Regions from separate parts of the Mus musculus genome. Here all the other regions are linked to region 4. The links are chromatin contacts, called in public Hi-C, HiChIP or PLAC-seq and promoter capture Hi-C maps. All regions are on one chromosome and are shown on one strand. The core of a region is the stretch at or near the end of the contact, and the rest is flanking DNA. Distances in the headings are between cores, read along the strand shown. Region 1 overlaps Gm41534 (a long non-coding RNA gene). Region 2 overlaps Gm41534 (a long non-coding RNA gene). Region 3 overlaps Gm41534 (a long non-coding RNA gene). Region 4 holds the start of Rgmb (repulsive guidance molecule family member B). Region 5 has its middle 350 kb from the start of BC002059.

Evidence for each region. Promoter capture Hi-C pulls out the DNA fragments that hold promoters and counts their contacts. A called contact is a pair of places that touch in the nucleus more often than the background predicts. HiChIP or PLAC-seq counts read pairs in DNA pulled down with a chosen protein or histone mark.
Region 1: an H3K4me3 HiChIP or PLAC-seq map of embryonic basal ganglia shows a contact between it and region 4, with 6 times the contacts expected there. The contact joins the enhancer-like site here to the promoter of Rgmb in region 4. A contact is called at or near these places in 2 of 39 promoter capture datasets (both in embryonic stem cells), 17 of 115 datasets of contacts at active chromatin or transcription factors (the NIH/3T3 cell line, SST interneurons, VIP interneurons and 12 more) and 4 of 9 other capture datasets (adipose tissue, embryonic stem cells, liver and 1 more).
Region 2: a promoter capture Hi-C map of stem cell-derived epiblast-like cells shows a contact between it and region 4, with 5 times the contacts expected there. The contact joins the enhancer-like site here to the promoter of Rgmb in region 4. A contact is called at or near these places in 9 of 39 promoter capture datasets (the 3T3-L1 cell line, cranial neural crest, embryonic stem cells and 4 more), 4 of 484 Hi-C or Micro-C datasets (embryonic stem cells, muscle stem cells, myocytes and 1 more), 20 of 115 datasets of contacts at active chromatin or transcription factors (astrocytes, craniofacial prominence, differentiating embryonic stem cells and 10 more) and 2 of 9 other capture datasets (adipose tissue and embryonic stem cells).
Region 3: a Hi-C map of adipose-derived mesenchymal stem cells shows a contact between it and region 4, with 2.2 times the contacts expected there. The contact joins the enhancer-like site here to the promoter of Rgmb in region 4. A contact is called at or near these places in 7 of 39 promoter capture datasets (3T3-L1-derived adipocytes, cranial neural crest, embryonic stem cells and 4 more), 5 of 484 Hi-C or Micro-C datasets (the C2C12 cell line, the STO cell line, adipose-derived mesenchymal stem cells and 2 more), 21 of 115 datasets of contacts at active chromatin or transcription factors (the NIH/3T3 cell line, astrocytes, a colorectal cancer cell line and 16 more) and 2 of 9 other capture datasets (adipose tissue and embryonic stem cells).
Region 5: a promoter capture Hi-C map of second pharyngeal arch cranial neural crest shows a contact between it and region 4, with 17 times the contacts expected there. The contact joins the enhancer-like site here to the promoter of Rgmb in region 4. A contact is called at or near these places in 3 of 39 promoter capture datasets (cranial neural crest, hippocampal neurons and second pharyngeal arch cranial neural crest), 4 of 484 Hi-C or Micro-C datasets (cerebellar granule neurons, cortical neurons and muscle stem cells) and 12 of 115 datasets of contacts at active chromatin or transcription factors (SST interneurons, astrocytes, craniofacial prominence and 9 more).

The regions. Positions count from the first base shown.
Region 1 is chr17:16,443,363-16,446,062 of GRCm38.p6, forward strand. All of the region lies in intron 2 of Gm41534 (a long non-coding RNA gene), which reads left to right. Among named protein-coding and RNA genes, the nearest start is that of Gm41534, 210 kb to the left of the region's middle. Within about 2 kb of position 1,354, at least 10 of the 459 cell types and tissues checked have an H3K27ac peak or open chromatin away from gene starts, as enhancers often do. A contact at or near this core is called in embryonic basal ganglia, where this site is marked.
Region 2 is chr17:16,372,900-16,375,599 of GRCm38.p6, forward strand. All of the region lies in intron 2 of Gm41534 (a long non-coding RNA gene), which reads left to right. Among named protein-coding and RNA genes, the nearest start is that of Gm41534, 140 kb to the left of the region's middle. Within about 2 kb of position 1,367, at least 12 of the 459 cell types and tissues checked have an H3K27ac peak or open chromatin away from gene starts, as enhancers often do. A contact at or near this core is called in embryonic stem cells, muscle stem cells and stem cell-derived epiblast-like cells, where this site is marked.
Region 3 is chr17:16,480,589-16,483,288 of GRCm38.p6, forward strand. The region is part of intron 3 of Gm41534 (a long non-coding RNA gene); the gene reads left to right. Among named protein-coding and RNA genes, the nearest start is that of Gm41534, 250 kb to the left of the region's middle. Within about 2 kb of position 1,378, at least 21 of the 459 cell types and tissues checked have an H3K27ac peak or open chromatin away from gene starts, as enhancers often do. A contact at or near this core is called in the C2C12 cell line, the NIH/3T3 cell line, the STO cell line and 3 more, where this site is marked.
Region 4 is chr17:15,829,570-15,832,432 of GRCm38.p6, forward strand. Rgmb (repulsive guidance molecule family member B) reads right to left here and starts at 1,496. Exons shown (of 5, transcript NM_001372257.1): 1 at 1,052-1,496; 2 at 51-126. The coding sequence starts at 55.
Region 5 is chr17:16,598,620-16,601,319 of GRCm38.p6, forward strand. No RefSeq gene overlaps it. Among named protein-coding and RNA genes, the nearest start is that of BC002059, 350 kb to the right of the region's middle. Within about 2 kb of position 1,267, at least 4 of the 459 cell types and tissues checked have an H3K27ac peak or open chromatin away from gene starts, as enhancers often do. A contact at or near this core is called in second pharyngeal arch cranial neural crest, where this site is marked.

The sequences.
Region 1 (2,700 bases), core at 104-2,603, 610 kb after region 4:
CAACACAGGTATGACACCTATGAATCACATCAAAGACAATGTGGTATAATTACTCTGGGATTACATACCTGTCTGGTAACCAACAGCTCTCTAATTAGACTTAAGACCTGATTAAGAACAAGAAAATTATTCCTGGTATTGGAAACTTAGCTAAATACTCCGTGATAGTGAAGTAATGGTTATTGGAAGAGAATCTACAATTACTAATTTACTAAACAATCATAATGTCAAACAATAACCCATAAACATTTGTCCTTACAATCACAGAAAAGTATAATCTTTACTTCTCATCAAGGAAACTTCTCTTTGAAACAGAAGACCACTGCAACCAATCAAAATGCAGAGTTGTGGACCACTGTGGAAGATGGAACAGAAAGATTTTAAAAGTCAATTATTTGCATCTCTTATTACTATCAGAAGATACACCAATTAAATTCTCACCGTTACTGTTCATATGTCATAAGAACAAGACAAGAACAAGAGACTTGTCAAATTGGTTGAGCGGAATCCATGAGGCCTCAACCATACACAGAGAACTATAGGCAAGTGAGAAAATCTGGAAATGGGAAGAGGTGGCCTTCTACAGAGAAAAGCACAGCACTGATTATCAAGTGCCAAATGATCAACCCTAAATACATACTTGCAGTCCATTTTATGATCTGAACACGTTATATTTAGAAATATAAGTGGATATACATATATGCAATAACAATTAGTGAATAAAAGGCTATAAATTTGAAGAAGAGCATGGGAGTATGTAGGAGGACTTAGAGGGAGGAACAGAAAGAGAAAATGTTGTGATGAAATAATAATCAAAAAGTAGATGAAAGTGAAAATATTATTAGGACTTTGTGAGACTGTTTTCATTGTCATGTAATTGAAAAATACTTAGCTTAAAATCATTTTTCTGTAAGTAAATTCCATGAGAAATCTCAAAATAAAGAAATGAAGGAAGGAAGGAAGGAAGGAAGGAAGGAAGGAAGGGAGGAAGGGAGGAAGGGAGGAAGGGAGGAAGGAAGGAAAGGAGGAAGGGAGGAAGGGAGGGAGGGAGGGAGGGAGGGAGGGAGGGAGGGAGGGAGGAAGGGAGGAAGGGAGGAAGGGAGGAAGGAAGGAAGGAAGGAAGGAAGGAAGGAAGATAAAAGGAAGGACCGAAGAAATCAAGGGAGGAAGGAAGAATAGCAGTTTTTCCAGATGTGACTGATCTGTATCCTTAACATCTCACTAATACACCGACCTCTCAAAGCCTTCCTTCAGCATCCAGGGGTTACCTCAGAGCTCTTGCACAGGCACACTCTGATCTGGTTATCTGTTAGAAGTGCTGACTGCAAGGCTCTAATGAAGGGAAATCTGTTTTGACATAATCAGTTCTGTTGGATGTGTTGTTAGAAACCATGCAATAAGCCAGCTGCACACAATACCGCTAATTCCCGCTGATTGGTCTTTGCCAGCTTGTCACAACCCTGAATACCAGCTTTTGAAGAAGCACAGACCCAGGGCAATGAATGCTGCCAGACTTCACCTTTCTAGGGCTGTTACTCCAGGCCTTAGAAAGACAATGTAGTTAGACTGTGTTAGCCTGCCATAATGATCCAGGCCCCACATAGATAGCCTGCACAGGGAAAGGGATTAGGACAATTTCTTAGTAAAACAGAGAATGCAAAGATATTCTTGGTTTATTTTTTACTTATATTTTAAAAAGAGAGGAGCTGTGAGACTGCAATATAGATAAAAAAAATACCAGGAGATTAATAAACTTCCAGTTTGGGTTTACCAATGTCCTTTATGTTTCATATGTTTTCAAATTTCCTCTGAGTTTGTAGTCTTAACTCCCTTTTCATTGTTTAACTAAAAAGTGTTTTGTTAACTTGCTAGGTTGTGACTGTTCAGAAGGTTGGCATGCTAGCATTTGATATAAGTGAAATAACTTGATGGAATGTAACCAGATCATATTTTTAAAGTTTTATTATTAACATTTACAACAAGTATTATAAACATACTTTATCATAGACATTTTAGAAAATAAGTATGAATGTATGTATTCCTCAAAAAGTATATAAATGTGTCAGTAGACTTTCTGGATGCATATCTATAGACAGGTCTGAGATATACAACAGGAACATGAAAAATACTACATTACCATCTCTCTCCTTCTGCCAATACATATTATTAGCATGGTTTAAGATCTAATGGGTTTTATACTCAGTACAGTTTTTGATTTTCAAAGGATATTATTATAGAAAACAAAACTTTATGGGAGTCACTTATGTACATGTTATATATTGTTACAGGAAATAATTTTTATATTGATGCTATCTCTTTAGCCAGCTTGAGTATATTTCATCTCAACAATGACACTACCCCTTCAGCTTGAGCCAATGTATCTAGTAGCAGCAGGAGATCCAGTTATAAACTATACTCTAAGGATCAGATTAAAATGCGGTAAAAATGCAGTTAGTTGATGCCAGTGCTGGCAGGCAATATCAGATCACAAGCTCATTTCCTGTTTTTTTTCTCAAGCTCATTAAAAAAATTATTAGATATTTTCTTGATTTACATTTCAAATGCTATCCCAAAAGTCCCCTATACCCTCCCCCAGCGCTGCTCACCTATCCACCCACTCCCACTTTTTGGCCCTGACATTCCCCTGTACTAGGGCATATAAAGTTTGCAAGACCAAGGGGCCTCTCTTCCCAATGATGG
Region 2 (2,700 bases), core at 117-2,616, 540 kb after region 4:
ACAGTACAAAGGTGAAGACAATCAATTGTCATCAGGCATAGAAAACAACAGCTGAATAAATCCTAGTACTCATGCCTTTTTACAGTGACCCCAGAATCCCAGTGGAAGATTTTCACTATTCTTTTTCCTAGTCTAGTTTTAATAGAAGCTTACATTTAAGAAGCCAAGAAGATCTTAATTTATTTGGGGAATATTACATTAGTTTTCTCAGAATAGTAAAGGCCATGGAAACCAAAATCTTGCAAAATGAAAAACAACAGATGTCACACAGCTGCTCTTCACGCCATAGCTATGTGAAGGGAGTCCTGTGACCTTCACACTGGCTTTGCCACTATTTCTAGTCAGCTGACCTTGGTGAATTTCCACAGATTATTTTTTCTCTTTACCAACTGGAAACTTTCCTTTTTTGAATTTTCTATTATGTATTTGTATAACTCAAATGGTTATGGATCTGAACAGAAATTCCCAAAAGATGAAATAAAAATGGCTAAAATGTCACTTAAAAATAGTTCACGGTCTCTAGCAGTTAGGGGAATGCAAATTAAAAAACAACTTTGAGATTTCATTTTTCCCCTGGCAGGCTGAATAAGACCAACAAAATCACCTAGAACAAATTCTGGCAAGGATGTAAGGAAAGGAGAACCCTTATACATTGTTGTTTTTGCAAACTGGTACAACTACTATGGAAATTAGTGTGGATTATTCTAAAAAATAAGATCAATTGCATGACTCGCTTATACTATTCCTTCTTATATGCCCAAAGGACTTAACATCCTCCTCTACAAGCACTTGCTTAGCACTGATTTTTGGCTGCTCTGTTCACAACAGTGAGGAAATGGAAACAACCTAAATGTTCTTCAACTGAAAAATGGATTAAAAAAAAAATCTAGTACATATACATAATGAACACTATTCAGCTGTAAAGAAAAATGAAATCACAAAATTTGTAGGTAAGTGAATGGAAGTTAAAATACTATTCTGAGTGGTATATAGCGCCAAACTTCGGCAGACCCTCTTGGTCCCTTGTTTGCATAGAATGGGTCTCTAGTTGCAGGTGGACAAGGAGTCGGGCGAATGAATGACAGACAGATGCAAAACAGGAGATTGTGTAGAATCTGAATGTATTGTCACAAAGTGAACACCAGTCTTAAATAATACAGAAAATAAAGGGGGTAGGATGTCACAGCAGGCAAAGTACATTGAAGTTACCTGACACAAAACAAAGGAATGACTTCAAAAGGACTTACAGGAACCAGGTAATATTTACAGTAAAGATAAAACCGCCCTGCCTAGGGTCAGCAAATGACAGGTAAGGATTTCACACCCTAGTCACAATTTGTGCTACTCCTTTGAGCCTTGTTAAAGCTAGCACCAGGGGGTTCTGCTCTAGCAGGCCTTCTCATGAATAATGCAATACCACAACCCCCCTCTTTCCTAGGCCTGATAAATTCTTGTATGAGTGTAACTTGGCTGTTCTTTTAAGTATCTGTGGAGAATCTCCATTTGTCAGAAGAATTCACCAACTTGCTTCTAATATGCAATGTAGACTGCTATACCTGGCTGTAGTGAAGATTCCTGTCTCAGTGGGATTCCCTAACTTTTACATGGTAAACCCACCTATTAGCTAGGCCATTGTGTATTCCCTTGTTTGGGTAAGACTGGCTACTGTCCCAAGTAAACACTCTGCAGACCAGCCCTGAGCTATTCTGGCTCTGTTCTTTGTAATGCCTAATTAGTTTCAATGTCTCTACTAGAAGTAAATTTGAATGTTCCTGAATAGGTAGCCTTCTTACTGAATTCCTACTGAATTCCAAGTTTGTCGACTTCAAGGATTTTCTGGGACATTGGAACACTGGCGAAGGCTTAGCTATGTCAGAATTCAATCTTAAAAGGCACTTATAATAAAATAATACTAAAAGAGAGCACGTGGATCCATACACCAGACTAACGCAGGGATAGGGTATGAGTATACGGGTTATGAGAACGCCAAGGTTCCAGGAGGTGAGTTTCTCTGAAACTCTTTGCCTCATGAGTGCTTCCAGGCTTCTCAGCCTGTCAAGCAGACTACACTGGAGTGTGTGTAGCAATTCCCAACCCCCACATTTTGTGGCTCTTGGCTCCAAATCATCATATGTGAGAGCACAACCTGGTACAACCACAGCAACCAGGAAAAGTAAAAGAGACAATGGGAGGATGGGCCAGATGGAGCTTTAGAGAGGAGGGTAGCTGGATATAGGTGCTATAAAGGGGAAGATGGGCAAAACAGTAGGAAGGGGCTTTCTTGGGGAGGGGAGAAGAAGGCAGTATGGGAGTTGATGGAAAAATAAATAACAATAAGGGTATTTGAAAAGACTATAGGGAATCATTTTATTTTATATTTACTTAAAATTATATATGCACGGATACATATATGTTCATATACATACATGCAAATACATATACATTCACATCCACATATACATAGTTGAAATGAAGTTATGCCACTTGGGGTGATAATGTTCTCTGAAAGAGTGATAGACTATGTAACAAAAATCTCGGCACTGTGCATAAGAAATATCCTTTCAAATTATTGATTATATATGCACAGTAACTCCAAAACAATTATAGGTTATTGATTTTGCCTCTGACTAATTCACAGAATTCAAAGGTAAAGCCCCTATTACTGAGAATACCAAAAATTTTAGACAGAGAATTAGAAAG
Region 3 (2,700 bases), core at 128-2,627, 650 kb after region 4:
CTCTGGCAGAGACTCTCAAGAGACAGCTATATCAGGATCCTGTCAGCAAGTACTTCTTGGCATCCACAATAGCATATGAGTTTCGTGTCTGTATATGGGATGGATCCCCAGGTGGGGCAGTCTCTGGATGGCCTTCCCTTCAGTCTGATTTCTAACCTCATGTCACTTCCTCTTTCATTTTCTCATTCTGAGTTTGACTTTTCCATATTCCTCTTGACAAGAACCTTGTGAGCATATTAAAACTAGGGAGAAAGTACAGAATAATACTCTTTCTGAAGAATCTGTCACTTAAGTCATATCTTCAATGTTTTTCTGAACATGCATGGCACAAAATCCACTAGTTCTGGGATTTGGAAGCAAATATCTTTGAAAAGCCCATATTTTAAAGGTCATGTTCTCATTACACTTTCTCTTCTGGAATGAGCTGGTGGTATTTGGCCTAGAAATAGAGGGGCAAATGAAACCTTATATGTTGTCTTTATAGGTCAACCCTCCTGACTACAAAGATTGATAGATTTAGAGGAACTGTCATAGATAGAAGCTGTTATGTAGGAATCAACACTGTTATTATGTACCATATTAGTTCTATCCTACCAATTTCACAACTTAAATAATCCCTTTGGTTTATAAGTTTAATTAGTTTGATAACTGCCATGATTCTACTATACAAAATTTTTAAATTAAATGTGATTGTCAAATCTAAAAATAAGGATGAACAAGTTTATAGAAATGTCGGTTTATCAGATTTACTGAAAATTTGTTTCTCTCAAAATCTTTTTATGTCTAGGAAAACAGAAAAAAGGGTAATTTTTCATGATAGAATTCTCAGGATTCACATGTTTTAAAGTAAATAATGCTTTAGATAGTTAAAATAAGCATGATAACTATACATTTTTATGATTGTGCAGATGCTTTAATTATTTTTATCTAAAATAATTGCAATTATGTCATTGGGTTTTAGGACTCTATTTTAATTTTAAGTCAATATTTTCATATTGAAGTGAAAATTACAAGACCAAGTAAATATAAAGCATCTTTAAGGCATATGAAAATAATTTAAATCTATTAAATATGTGGGAGGATATTTTAGAAAAGAATAATATGAAATAGAAACATTTTTTATCCTGATACTATACCATAAGAGACAAAGCTCTGATTATGCAGTTAAAGTGGTACTCGTAAGCATTATGAATTAAACAGGAGAGCTATAGAGAGTGTAGCTTCTTTTTGCTTTAGAATCTTTGTTTCGAAGGGCTCTTGGTTTATAGGATAATAGCTGTTATCTCATAGATTGTGGCCCATGCCCCAGAGGATGTTTGTGAAATATGTTACTGTGGTCATGAGTCATCCTAGCTACTGCCAATATCTCTTCATTTTGTGGAGTTAGAGGAAGGTGACTCAGTTAAGTCAATGTAATGGATGCAACACATTGTGAAGGATCTGTCATATGCATCCCGTATTGAAGGCTTTCTTTTTCTGAGGGCTGCTGTTTCTTTTTGTAGTATATTTCCCAAGAATGTAGAGATCTTTCATGAAAATATGTATTCACACATATTACTTATGTTCCCCGGAAGGTGGTAGATATTCATTTCAGGCATTGAAGCATTTAACCATGTTTGATTGTATAAGTGGGCCCGTTAGTGCAATCAAGAAGCAACTTCCTGAATTAACATTTCCTCAAGACACACATATTCTGCAAGGCAAACTATCCTAGGAATCATTAAGATGAACCTTGCTCCCAGATTTCTCGTTATAGGCTTTTCCTCTTGTTTCTCTTATCTTTCTTTTAATTTACTTATGTTTAATAGATAGCAATTAAAGCTTTTGTTCACATTTAAGAATTAGCAAAATTATATACCTCTCATCCTAATGCAGAAAAAGAGTAAGGTTATCTTGGTTTTGTTTGTTTATATGTTTGTTTGTTTTTTCTAAATATTTCCCAAATCATTCTTAGTTTTCTACCATTTACCTCATTCTCATGTATTTAAGTATAAGAAGGAACTATATAATGTTAGGCATGGTAGCACACACTTTTAATCCCAGTATTCAGGAGGCTGAGACAGCTGAATTGTACGAGTCCCAGCCTAGTCTATATAACAAGTTTCAGAACAGCCAATACTATTTAATATTGAGACCTAGTCTCAGAGAGAGAGAGAGAGAGAATTGTATAATCATCACACATATTAGAATTGAAAAACTGTTAATATGTGCATGTAAATCCATTTGACATCATTTCACTTTAAAGAATTATTTATCTAAGATTGTTACAATTATTGAACATTAAAGGCAGAAAAAGAAGAGTTTTTCCTCTTTCATCTATTTACTCAATAAACATTATCAAACAGGCACTATGAGCTTGTATTGTAGCATGATTGGCTATGTCTGTTCCTCTCTCTCTCTCTCTCTCTCTCTCTCTCTCTCTCTCTCTCAATCTCTGTGTGTGTGTGTGTGCATAGACTGTAGTTTTAATACATATTTAAGTTTGTGAAAAGTTGTGTTTATTGATATATCAATGACACAAATATACTAAGTAGTATGTATTTTTGATACTCAAAATTGATGCTAGGTTTAATTCGAGTTTAATAATCACAGATTGTACAAGTGAGGAGATATGAAATTTGATATTAGGAAATAGCACTTTTTACAGAGATAATCATAGCCTAGTATGAGAAGATAATCATAGCCTAGGATGAGTTGCAC
Region 4 (2,863 bases), core at 246-2,745:
GCTGGAATAGCCCAGAGTCCAGCAGCATGTAGCGCCTGGCTTGTACTTACATCATTGTTAACCCTTCTGCACCTGGAAGGGGCTCAGCGGGATCAGGATGCCCCCGAGCTCCGGAACACGCAGGACCTAGGTGTAAGAGAAGAGCCCCAGGGCTCCGTGTGAGCGCTGAGCCCCTGGAGAAAGAGAGAGAGACCACGGAGAGTGCAAGGGGTTGCATCCCCGGCCCCTTGATCCCTAACAGACTCCAGTAGGGCTCGCTTCTGGCTCTCAGGGCTAGAAGCGGCAGGTGCAAAAAGCATTTGGGAGCCGCTTGCCAGTGCTTGGAGGTAATGTGCTTCCTGTCCATTTATCTCAGGAAACCAGCACAGCCTTCCCTTCGAAACAAAATTAACCTCTCATTAGCCAGCCACTCACTCCCAAGAAGGCCTTAAAAGCTTTACCCTCTCACTAATGTATTTAGGCTTTTCTTCCAGGCAAACGAAGCCGAGGCTGTACTAACATCAGCCCCAGGGGTTCCTATGGGCTCCCTCAGGAGCCAGCCAGCCTTTCACCAGTCTAGTTTGGGAAATTGGCCAACACAGGATCCCAGTTTGTAGAAGCAGTCCGACCCAACACCCCTGAACGAACTTCACACCACCCCCGCCCCCACGATAAGTTTGTCTCTGTTTTCTTGGGCTCCTCTCACATTAAAGCTTCAGCTCCATTACCCCCGAGGAATGGGGAAGGGAATGGGGAAACTTCAGTGGCCAGCTGTTCCCAGGTCATAGGAGGCGACTGTCCCTTAGGGGAAGCGTCTACGGAAAGCTGGGGGTTGGGGAGCAGCCTTCCTTAGACTCTAGTCGGTTCCAGGCATTGCAAATTAAACGTGGCCAGGAGCTTTTGGAACGCCAGGGCTTTCTCACCCTGGACCCCACAGCCCGGAGCCTGGCAGATTTATACCACACAGGTGGACCAAGACCTAAACAAAACAGTCCCGGCCGCTGCCTGCTATTCGCCCCCCCCCCACCGTCCTCCGGGCCCACCGCAAACTTCAACAAAATAAACAACTCACCACAGGCATTCCCTTGTCTGCAGCGCGACGCTTGCCAGCTGGGAAAATAAGCCGCAAGCCACGCGGCCGGGGCGCAGGAGGGAGGCCACGCCGCGCCCGCCACTCTGCCCCAGGTGGGCGGCAGGCGGGCGGCTCCACCCGGGGGCCGCTCTCCAGATGCCGGTTCCCGAGTGAGCTCCGGGGCAGTGCTTGCACCCTGCCAGCCAGCGGGGCCTCTCTGTCACCTAGGCGGAGAGGGCGGGGAGACAGGTCCCTCTCCCCAACTTCCTCCAAACTGTTCTCTTCCCACCCCTGCCCCACGGCCACAGAGGCAGACAACCTCTGCAGCGCCGGTCCCCAGTCCACCGCTCTACCCTACTGTCCTGCTGGAGACCCGACGGCAGGGAGCGTGGTACGCCTCTCCCCGTTTCCAGGTCCTGCTCTCTCCTCTCCCGCGGTCCTACACACCGGCTTGCACAAAGGCGCCTTTCACGCCGCCAGCGCCGCCCTCTGCGCCGCCCTCCGGGCCCGCAGCGCTGCCTTTACCCACCCGGCTCATCACGGTCCTGCTGCGGGCTCTGCCTGTTGTCAGCCGGACGCGTGCGGTGTTCGCACTCCGCGCCGCCACGACGGCAACAGACCCCCCTCCCCTCGATTTTTCTCCTCGCTTTTTATAGCTGTCCATCAGTGCCCTCAAAAGCACGTCCCTCCAACTATCCTCTAGGGTCTTCCTACTGCGTGTAACTGTGAAGGAGGTGACAGGGATGGTCCTCTGGACGTGTGCGAGCACAAGAGGGTTATCGTTCCTGTCCACCTGAGGTGCCAATATGACTTGGCTTCACGTCGAGAGAAAGGGTAGAAAGAAACCCCTTAGACCCAAATGAGAAAGTGTATTGTAAAAGAACTGGCTCAGGAAATGTTTCAGGACGACGTCCTTTGCATCCCGTGGAAGGAGATGGGGGAGGGGAGATCGAGCTATGTTCTCCAGGGTGATTCTTTTTTTTTTTTTTTTAATAATACAAAGTAAATTATGATTTTATTGTGAAATTCTCATAGATGGAAAATTAAATTGAATATTTATTCTGTCCATTTTTCAATTTACAATAATCTTACCACTTATTTTTGTACCATGTATTTCAATTGTCTGTTTAGTGAAAAATAAACCTGTAATTTCTGGCTTATTTTTAGTTTAATATTTTATCATTAAAGACCTCCAGGGTGATTCTTGAGCTTCATAGATAGTTAGCGGCAGCTCACTCATTCTAGAACAAGAGTGCGGTTTTGTTTTGTTTTCTTTAGTTAAGACAAAACTCTAAGCATCTGGGCTCAGGTAGTTAGTTAATCCTTATCCTCCCCAGATCGCCTTCTCTCCACTAACCTTTACCTGCAGTTTCTCCATCTAACGGTAGGGGCAGCATAGGGTAGTATAAAAAAGGGCGGGACTTCGAGGGTTTAACTTCTGAACCTTGGGTTCACTATCAAGAAAAATGTGGAAGGTTGAGGACTCAGAACTCCCAGGTTCAGAAATTCAATAACAAAAGACCCCTCGTCATATTCCCTGTCTGGATTTTTGCATTTCATTTTCCGTTATCTTCTCTAAATACCAATCAAATTGGGGAGAAAACCAAACCAAACCAAACCAAACCAAACCAAACAAAAATACCTTGAGTCCGTTTAAGGTGTCTGTAAGATACACTGGAACCTGCTCTATTTGGTATTGAGAACAACAACAACAACAACAACAACAACAACAACAACAAAAGGTGGCGGTGGTGGTGTTGGGCTCAGTTAGTGGTCCTACAGAAACAGGAATTTTAATGTCCCCACTTGTTT
Region 5 (2,700 bases), core at 17-2,516, 770 kb after region 4:
TGCAAATGCATCACAATATTCCTACATTGTGACTCTATATGGCCTTGAGGTCATTTTAATATAATTATCTAGATAGCTATTGGTTTCTTGATACTGTTGCATAGCACGAAAGTGAATTTGTCACAAATGTCTAAAATAGCAACTTTAAACTGTTACTATGCATTAGAACCTCTTAAAATGTTTCTTTAAAAATTAACAGTGCCCTAGTCCTGACTCATTTATTGTGGGTAGAAACCAAACCCCCATTTATTTTCTAATGGTTCCTAGTGTTCTAGCTTGAACACAATTGAAAAATGCAGGTTAAGATTATGAATGGTTATCACTATGTTCAAAAGATACAAATTAAAAAAAAATAAATTGACATGGACCTTTCCTATATAATTTAAAGATACACTTGAAAAATAAATTAATGTAAATTTCATTCAAGTGGTTGACATGCCATCAAAATATATATTTTGATTAATGGAGATTTCAAAGTGGAGACAATAACTTTTCCTTTTCATCAAATGTTTAGGGATATATCTATACAGCTAATAGAGCATCAGGAAGAAAGAAAAATAAAGATGAGGTGGACTCTATTAGTCAGAGAGAGATGGAAAGTACAAACACTACTTTCTTAAGAAACTTTGGAGTAATATTTTAAGTATGAAATATATATCTTCTTCCTTCCTGCCCATATCTGTTTCTTGTGAGTGGAAATTTATTTTATTAAAACAATCACTTTTTACATTGTATAAAATTCTCTAAGGTTAAACAAAATAATATTTAAAAGTCTTAACATAGTTCTTTGACTAACAGTCTCACACACACATACACACACACACACACACACACTCGTACACACACGTACACATATGCACATAGACTGTGGGCTGAGACTAGCAACATTGACATTCTATCCCTACTCTTAATCTGAAAAAGAGAAAATCATTAGGAAAGAGTTTTGTGCAAGATCGAAATGACAAGGTGTCTTCAGGACATTCAATGGTATTTTGCTGAAACTACAGTGAAATTGCCAGTTTCCACTGACATTCTTTAGCAATTTGGTAGTTAAAGCCTTTGGGTTACAAATGAGAAATTTTTCATTTCAAACATCTGTGGATATTTAACTTTCCGGGAAAATTGGCAAAATTATCCTTAAGGATAAAAGACACTTGATAATGATATCAGCCATCCATCATCTCAGTCATTCCAGCAGAGAAACAGACTCAGAAAATTGGCACCATGCTGGACTCCTGCCTCCTCGCCCTTGCCAAACTGCTTTGCTTTCTTTCAAGTGCCCCATGCAGTGTTTGCATGGTGAAAATTGCTCACATAAGCACTCACAGGGACTGACAGGTGGTCAGTGAAAAGCATGAAAAATGCTTCCAAGTGGCCTTGCACCAAACATGTCACTCTGATAGAGAACGTGACAGTGAGACAAGTTGCAATGGGAAAGTAGGAACCAAAAGAAGAAAAACGAAAGGGAGAGAGAGAGAGAGAGAGAGAGAGAGAGAGAGAGAGAGAGAGAGAGAGAGAGAGAATGAGAATAGAGGAAAAATATAGCAGCTGAAGATGAATTGTCAGCTTGTCAGCACCGAGCTTTCATTTCTATGTCATTCACGACTGTGCCACTGTTTTAAGGGTTGATGCTCGTTCATTCTTTTACTATGAAACAGGTTTTTTTAATTCGATGAAAATCACCTCTGATCAAACAGTGAGTAAGCCATAGTAAACAATTTTCTTATATACTTTTTATGTTACTACTTGATATCAAAACTAACATTCTCCAAAGCTTTGGAGCTCCTGCAGGATTTCAAGGGAATCCAGAAGGCATGCATATGTGTGTGTGTGTATATATATATATATATATATATATATATATATATATATATATATATATATATATATATATATATATATATATATATATGCAGTATGAAATATACCTATGCCATGTGTTTTTCTTATGAAGACATAGCAGATATGCAGATGTTACATGAAAAGGCTACTAAAGTCTCATTTCCACTTATGTGCTGGTGTGAGAGTGTGAGTTTAAATATTTTTGATAGACTTCAACCAAACTAATAACTTTCAGTAGTTTAAACACAAAAATAGCTGATAAATTTGGTTGTTGTTGTTTTTTTTAATTTTCACAGGCAACATAAAGATTTATTGAAGTGTAAAGCAATGAGTTTGTTATTGCTATGTTCTCCTGAAAGTTTAGATTTTATATAAAATTATTTTTGTTATACAAACAAACTGGGTTTATTAGTGTTTTATTCAAATACTGCTTTGAAGAAGTATGTCTAAATATCTCAGCTTTAACTTTTAGGTCAGTAGTCAATAAGTAAATAAAACCCACATAAACTAATTCTTTTGGAGGTCCCTAATAATTATAAGGTTTTCTAAGAACAAATGCCTAGATAACTTCTGTTTAAACCATCTATCAATGCTATTAATTAGAGGTGACATACTTTGCATCATTTGTGAGTTTTTTTCTTTCTTGAAAAGCTGATTGTATACTAGCACTGACCCATTGGTTTCCAATATCATTATTTAATTAAGGCAGCCTAGGGTTTGTTTAGAAATGGCTGGTTCTACAACTTTGCCAGTAAATATCCAGGATGATTCAGGAGGATATTGCAAAGCTGGAAAGCAAGATAAAGCTAAAGCAATGCACAGCAAAGAAACTACAGACAAACAGTAATGGTAGCATAC